2 separate regions of the Zea mays genome follow, and region 1 is linked to region 2. A link is a contact called in public Hi-C data. All regions are on one chromosome and are shown on one strand. Each heading gives the region's core, a stretch centred on a gene start, on an enhancer-like site or on the middle of the called end of the contact. The rest is flanking DNA. Distances are from core to core; before and after follow the strand shown.

What was found. A called contact is a pair of places that touch in the nucleus more often than the background predicts.
Region 1: a Hi-C map of leaf shows a contact between it and region 2, with 7 times the contacts expected there. The contact joins the enhancer-like site here to the promoter of LOC100273362 in region 2. A contact is called at or near these places in 3 of 25 Hi-C or Micro-C datasets (ear, endosperm and leaf).

What each region holds. Positions count from the first base shown.
Region 1 is chr8:159,564,384-159,568,201 of Zm-B73-REFERENCE-NAM-5.0, forward strand. No RefSeq gene overlaps it. Among protein-coding and RNA genes, the nearest start is that of LOC541958, 50 kb to the left of the region's middle. Within about 2 kb of position 2,533, at least 19 of the 20 cell types and tissues checked have an H3K27ac peak or open chromatin away from gene starts, as enhancers often do. A contact at or near this core is called in ear, endosperm and leaf, where this site is marked.
Region 2 is chr8:159,331,073-159,335,003 of Zm-B73-REFERENCE-NAM-5.0, forward strand. LOC100273362 reads right to left here and starts at 2,174. Exons shown (of 2, transcript NM_001147801.1): 1 at 978-2,174. The coding sequence starts at 2,058. The coding sequence ends at 1,006.

The DNA.
Region 1 (3,818 bases), core at 1,283-3,782, 230 kb after region 2:
TCGGCGTAATAAAACCGCCAGTGAAAATCGATTTTCACTGGCGGTCGACGTAATAAAACCGCCAGCCCGTCTCCGTCGAAGTCGCAAGTCGCGGCATTTTTCGCGCAAAATTCGCGCGCTACGCGGTTGTTAGTATTCGAACCGTCGACCTCACCCTCGCGCGTACCCTCCCCTACCACTCCGTCTATGACATGTCTTGTGTCTAGTTTGTAGTTGTTTTCTCCACATATTACAACCATTTGAGTGTAAATTGCTTATTTGAGACCCTAAACGAATTCAAATAAAAAAGTTGTCAACTACAAAGATAAATAACTTTTGAAGTTCTACAACTTTTATTTTGACACTTTTTTCATCCGAGGTAGTTTGCAAAATTTGAATTTTAAATTTGACATACTTAGATTCAATTTTTGAGAACCGAAATGAGTTCAAATAAAAAAGTTGTCAACTATAAAGTTTCATAACTTTTAGAGATCTACAACTTTTATTTTGGTGGTTTTGTCATACGAGGCCGTTTGAAAAACTCGAAAAATTAAGGATAAAAATGATTTCTAGTGGCGGTTCCTTAAGAAAACCGCCACTAGAAATCGTATTTCTACTGGCGGTTCCTTAAGAAAACCGCCACTACAAATCATGGATTTCTACTGGCGGTTTTCTTAAGGAACCGCCAGTAGAAATACGATTTCTAGTGGCGGTTTTCTTAAGGAACCGCCACTAAAAATAACACAGTCGGTGGATAGCCGAAACCGCCTGTAAAAATATATGGGTGCCGCAGGCTTTGAGCCTTTTTGTACTAGTGCTCAATAGAAAATTCGATAGATGCTTCATTTTGATTATTACTAGCATCAGTTTGCATCGTCTGTGGAAGATTTAGGCTAGCATTTACTTGTGCTTGTGGCGTAATCGGTGTTAATGCCGGAGGAAAGAAAGATCTTATAGGGTGTTTAGTCACTCCTCACTTTTTAGTTTGGTTTATGGACTGGAATAAGTTGATCCATCACCACCTCATTCATTATAGTTGGTTAGTATTAAGATGAGAAATGATATCATCCAATCAAATTTGAGTAATGAATTCATAATGTACCACCTTATCTTGAATGGAGTGATTCCTCAAACCAAGCACCCTTTTAATGTTCTAGGTTGTTTCATCCTCAAAACCCTCTAATCTCAAATATGTATAAAGCCACCTAATGCCATCGCCATAACAAAATATTAGCCTCCTCGGTCTTGTCTCATAATCTTCCCGCAGTGGCGTGGCTGGGTGCCCTAACTGGCGTCTGCCCTTGCTCCCTGCGGCTCGCACTCTAGCAGGCCAGTTCCTGTCCACATGCCGAGCGTCGAGGTTGAGCCCCTAGCGACTGCCGTCGAGTCCTCGTGCGGCCAGCCGTCCACGTGCGCCCTGGCCCGTGCCGCTACCGACAGTCGATCCATGGCGCCCCAACGGCTGCCTCAAGCAGCGTTGTGCATTTTTTTTTCTGAAATGCGAACCCTAATCCAAAATGCCCATCTGCATCTATCCATATACATTTGCATGGGCCACGCTTCGGACCCAATTCCACCTTAGTTTATTTCTCCGCCAATCCTTTTCAATCTCACGTTATTCTCTTGTCACCAAATCAACCTATTTGATTGAGGGATTGATCATTTAGAGCAATGCAAGCTTCTCGATCAATGTATGTGTGCTTAAATATCTTTTCACTTTTCTGAACAAACATTGAAATATAATACTCAAGCTAAAATTGATTACGAAAGCAGACAGCATCCACTATATCATTTTGGCAAACTTGAAAGCGTCTTGACATTGAATTTGCCTAACATTTTGGGATGACTGACTGTAGTCCACAGGATGACTATGATGACTCAGTCTAGATAAATACCTTAGCTAGGAGCAATACCAAAGGTGGAGTCTGAGAGCAGCATAGAAGAGGAGATATGGCCTTTGCCCTTGCGACGGTCGGTGGAGGCCGGGACGGGCAGAAGACCTTGGGCGGGCTACTCAATGCGAATGTCGTCGCTGCTCCCACGGCCAACACCACCACAGGCCACAGCACGGCTCGGCCTTCAGCTTGAAGGAGGAGGCCTTGCGAACACATAGGAAAGAGAAAAGATAAATGGTGGATGCAGAATAGAAACACATACCGTACGGGCGTGGCTGCACCGCGCCTGCACGCGCGCGTACGCGCCGAGCGTCCGTTTCTAGCGGGCCTGGCTCGCTGTTGTTTCTTGCACCCGCTCAGCCTGGTTATGCAGAGAAGTGAAACAAACAAAATGTGCTTTGAGGATTTGTGGATGCAGTTTCTCTCCAACCAAACACACGGATAGGAAACACCAATCTCACGTAGTAGGGGCACGGCTAGGTGAGGGAGGAAACGGTTGGGGAAGAAGCCCGACCACAGAAACAGACAGGAAGGAAAGAGACTGGATTGTCGCATGTGGCATGTGCCATGTGCCCGCGAGCTCTATTCATTCTCGCGCGGACACGAGGCCATGGCCAGGCCCGCTTGCAAGCGGACGATGCATTCAGCCCGTTCCCTCTAAGAAAGGAACTCGGCCCAGACTATCGAGCAGGTCCAACCAAGGGCCCAAATCCCTCTCGGTCGGGTCTAGTTCTCCCCCATTTCCAAACAAGCCTTCGTCTCTGCTTTCTCCACGATGTCCGGGAGCTTCGTCAACGTCGGCTGCCGCCGTGCGCCGGCGCTGGCGGTCGGGTGGTGGTCGCGGCGCCGGGTGCTGGCGGGATCGGAAGATCTCCATCCCAGCCTCGCGGTCCTAGCGCTTGAGCTTGCCCGCAAGGCCGGCGCCGGCGCCGGCGCCACAGGGCTGCGCGCAGATCTCACGTGCGGCGCCGGTCCGTGCCTCCCCACCTGATCTCCTCCCCCCCATCCTACGCGCCGGGCGCCCGCGCTGGTCGTCCACACGCTGCTCCGCTGTCGCGTAACGCGCATCTTTGGACAGCCCAGACACTCCGCCTTCGTTTGGCAGCAGCCAAGCAAAGCAAGATCCCCTCTTCCTCCACTTTCTATTTGTCCGCAGTGCTAGCTATCTTGTCTTGTTGTGGACTCGTGGCATTGAAATAGTCAGAATCAGACGTATGTCCCTAACCTTGACATGGTTTGGTTGCTTAAGAGTTCACTCTGGTTTGGAAATCGAAGCAGCTTGCACTGACATGATAACACAGTATTGCGTTAGACAGGATGTGCAACATGGTGCTGCCATTCCTTCTTTCTCTGTCAAGTTCCACCGTTTATGATCGTTCGTTGAGAAGATATGATATGCCTTCGTCTCCATTTGTCCATTCATTACTGTACTACGGCCTGAAAGGAATCACAATGGGTTATCCTTTGGCTCTGATGTTGAGATTTTTATCCGGGTATCGTCAGGCTGCTTTCCTGAAGAACATGCAATTTAGTAGATTTTTTAGACACAAGTGGGAGTTAAATATGCAATGAAGCAAGGAAAAGAAAATTCATTGTGATATCTCACAGTTTTTGCAGTGAAGTTTTTTCCAACGGAAGGTTCCCATTTCTATTATTTGCACAACAGAAATACAAGGGAGTTCACATCAACATCCTGAGGAACAAACGAGCTAACTGACGACCTGATTCAGGCCACACACAAACTACCACGAACACCACACATGTGGAAGACAAGTTCAAGTGGTCATCAAACAAATGCTCACATAGGAGCTAGAAAACATTTTCAAGAAGCAAAAAAGGGACCATGCTACTCCATCTCTAGACAAAAGAAGACCAGTAGGACGATACATCAACCACGATCACAGACGCATCAGCAAGCATGATCCCTCTAGATCCAACATCCCA
Region 2 (3,931 bases), core at 924-3,423:
GTCAAACTTCTCTAGTTTTGACCAAGTTTTCTAAAAAATATTTCTAACATCTACAGGTTCAAGTAAATGCACTATCAAGACATTTCGTGGAGAATTTAATGTATATGACGACTTGGATAGTACTTGTTTCATATGTGACACATGATGACATTTCAACTTGTAATCTTTTGAGAAGGTAAGCAAATTATACATTAACTTGATTTAACCAAAGAAAGCATATATACCGGTAGACTTGAGAACTTTCAGATAAGTGTAACAAGCTTGTAATACATGACTCATGGTTGTTCTAGCACATAACTGAGCCCTATTGAACCTATCAACCAAAAGCATCACTAAAAGTTGAAGTGGCAGTGTGGCACAACAATATCTATGAGGCCATAATTTGCATACTCCAGTAAAAAAATGTAGATCATGAATACTTCAGTAATAGCAATATTGATCGAATTTAGCATATGTCGACGTCAAGTGGCACAAGATTTTAATCTCATAAAATGCTAATCACAGATTTAAGAGACTAATAGACTATCATTTGCATCTTGGTCAAATATTTGAAGCATTCTAGTTGTGCATTCTACTAATTTCCCTTGTCAATTCTAACATCAACCATGTGATTTGTTCTGCTACAATTTCCTTTTTGAGAGAACTTAAACATAAAATACAATGACAAAACATGCTGAATCCCAACATTACTCTAAATGCCAACTTATTGTATGCAGACATGGAATGATAGGAGTACTTATATAAGGACCAAGATCCTTCACGAATTGCCCCTCCAGACAGAAATAAAAGGATGATGTAGCTTTAGTTTACTCGAATTAACATTCCAGACACATAAAAGAATGATTCAGCTTTAGTTTACTCAAGCATCAAAATGTAATGATAAACATAAAGGTTACAGTAAAAATGGCCTGACGTTTTGCTTTAGCAAAAAAATGACATTTAGCATAAGCTGGAGCTGCTGAGATAAGTAAACCAACCTCATTTTGTAAGCATCTAGGCTATATGCTAAGGAGAAGCATCCATAGCACCATTGTTTTGCTCATCACCACCCTCCAATCTCTTACCATCGCCAACATCCCCATCTTCGTCCACATCATGTTCATCCCCATCCTCATTACTAAGGCGACCAATCTCCGCTTGCGCCTTCTCCAATATCTCCCTCCACTTTGCATCTAGGTCCCTTTGCAAATCCCTCCTCATTTGCTCCACCTTCACCATGTGCTGCCTCTTGCTACTCTCCATCCTCGCAAAAGCCTCCTCAAACTTCTGAATTGACTCTGTGAGGGCCATGAAACCATTCCGCTTCCCTTGAACAGCACTATTTTTCTGCGGTCCAAGTTCACCCAACTTCGCACCTGACCCTGAAACCCTGGGACCTACGACGTCTCCGGCACCACCAAGAAGACGCTCAGGAGCTTTCATCCCCCACTGAAAGCGCCGCGCTGGCTGCCTGTCGCGGCGGCGCTTTGCGACCAGAGGCAGCAACTGGAGAGGCAGCGGAGGGGGACGGGCAGGCGGAGGCAGGGTCGGCAGCGGAGGCGGGGTCGGGCACAGAATTGCCACCATCTTGTCGTAATAAACCCATTTGGAAGGGGAGGGACCGGAGCGGCGCGCGGCACGGCGCGCTCTCTCCCTCTCCTTCTTAAACTTCTTCCTAAGCGTGTCCACTCGGTTGCGGCACTGCGCATCAGAGAAATACCCCGCGGGACGGCCCACGGCGGCGCACACGAGGCGGGCGACCTCGAGCCACTCGTCGGCGCGGATGATGCTGCGCCCCGCGCGGACGAAGCTGTCGCCCCAGGCGTCGAGGAGAGCCAAGGTGGAGCGCTCCGTCCAGTTGGGCCAGGAGCGCTTGTGCTTGTCGGGGAGCGGTTCCTCAGGGAGTTCGTAGGGCGCGAGTCGCGGGGCGAACTCGAAACCGAGAGCGTACCGGTCGGTGCGGCGGCGCTTGGTGCGCGGGGAGGAAGGCGACGGGGAGGCGCCTGATGAGGAAGCAGAGGATGGGGAAGGGGAGGTCGACGGCGAAGAGGGCGCGGCGGCGGTCGCGTCGTCGCTCATGGGCGTGGCTAGGGTTTCAGGTTCGTGGTTGGTGGAGTGGTTCGGCGAGGTGGGTTGGCCGGGACAGGTAGGAATCCGGCGAGTTTGGGTAGCCCGTTCCTCCGTGGGGCTCACCGCGAGTCCGTGACACTGTAGCCAATGTACTGCAACTGCATACGGAGAAACAGATAGATGCCAATTGAAAGTATACAACGGACCATTTTTCTTTTAGTTTTTAGGTGTTCAGATAAAGGGAGAGCTACAATTATTGTATAAACTTTTTTTCAGGGGAAAAAGGATCTACCAAATCATATCGTCCATGATCACATAGTTGTAAAGCTCAGTCACACTAAGCATCACATTCCAATCACCCATAACGTGCTAACAGCACGGCCAAAGCCATAAAAACATAGCATAATTATCTCCAACAACTTATTGTCTTATATCTAATTTCAAATTCAAACTTCACTTTATATATATAGAGTAGTCTACAGTGCAAAACAGTGTTTTGCGTGACTATATACACTCTGTTGGTCGTAGCCTAATAGGGACTTACCATGATAGTGTGTCAACTAAAGAGGGAAATTCGAATCCTTGCACTGAAGATGTTAAATACACTAGGGGGCCATACAAATACAAGGTGATTAGGATAACACTTTTTCATATATATGTATCGTTAAGTATCGATACAAGTTAATTCGTACAATGCTCAGCCATGTTGTTAACATACATTAATCAATGTTGTTAAGCATTTTACCCCACTTCATAATAATCATGTTGAAAGCTACCTTGTGAGTTTTGGTGTTTTGGATGACAACATAATTAAAGGTCTAACCAGCGTGTTAAGTGTTGAACATGTGCTAAGTGAAAAGCCTGAAAAGTTCAACACATAGAGACATGTGTGATGGTCCACATAGGCTGAGTTACTGTGGATTGTGGAAATCACAAGAAGACATTGACTAAGTGAGACTCGATGTGCATGACTTGGAGACAACTGATTGAACTAAGGACGAAGGCAAGAAGGACTTCAAGGAACCAAGAGCAAGGGAGAAGGTCAAGAAGACCGAGGTACCTTGTAAGGAAAATGGACCCCGGGCCATTTAACTCAATAGATTTTGGTGTTTGATGATCAACATAACATGTGTACTAATGTATTTCCCAAGTGTTTGTGTGATGTAGTTCACAGGATGCGAAGTGAATTGGACTGAGGCTCTGAGGATGCAACACCTTAAAGAAGACATTATAAGACCCATAGAAGACATTACAAAGTCAATTGAAGACACTTTATACATACTAAGAGTCCAACACATCAAGAAGTAGAAGTGAGATACAAAGCTACAAAATAAAAGTGAAGTTGACAAAATTGAGAGGAAGGGATGACTGAATTGAAAGTGTTTCACAAAATCAAATCTACTCAAACTGACATGGCTTCAGCTCTGAGATGTATATAATTTTATAAGCTTTCCAAAAAGTCCAAGATCATCAAAATCGGAGTTCGGAGCTAAAAGTTATGCCCACAATACGAAGTCGGAATTGCTGAAAAAACTATAGCAGCATATGGGATGTCCAGTGCACACCGGACTGTCCGGTGTGCCAAATTTGCTCAAACTGATATTGCTTCAACTTTGGGATGTACAGAATTTCATAAGCTTTCCAAAAAGTACAAGATTATCGAAATCAGAGTTTAGAGCTAAAAGTTATGGCCAAAATACGACAAGCGAGCATGGCTGTCCGGTGCACAACGGACCGTTCGGCGCGCCATTGTTCGGTGCGCCATCTTCAGAAGCTCCAACGGCTATATTCAAAGGCTAGTACATGTGGCATGTTCAGTGCGCCGCAAAAAGCTGCAGAACTGCTTTCCGACGGCTATATTTGAGTTGGGGCCTATATATAC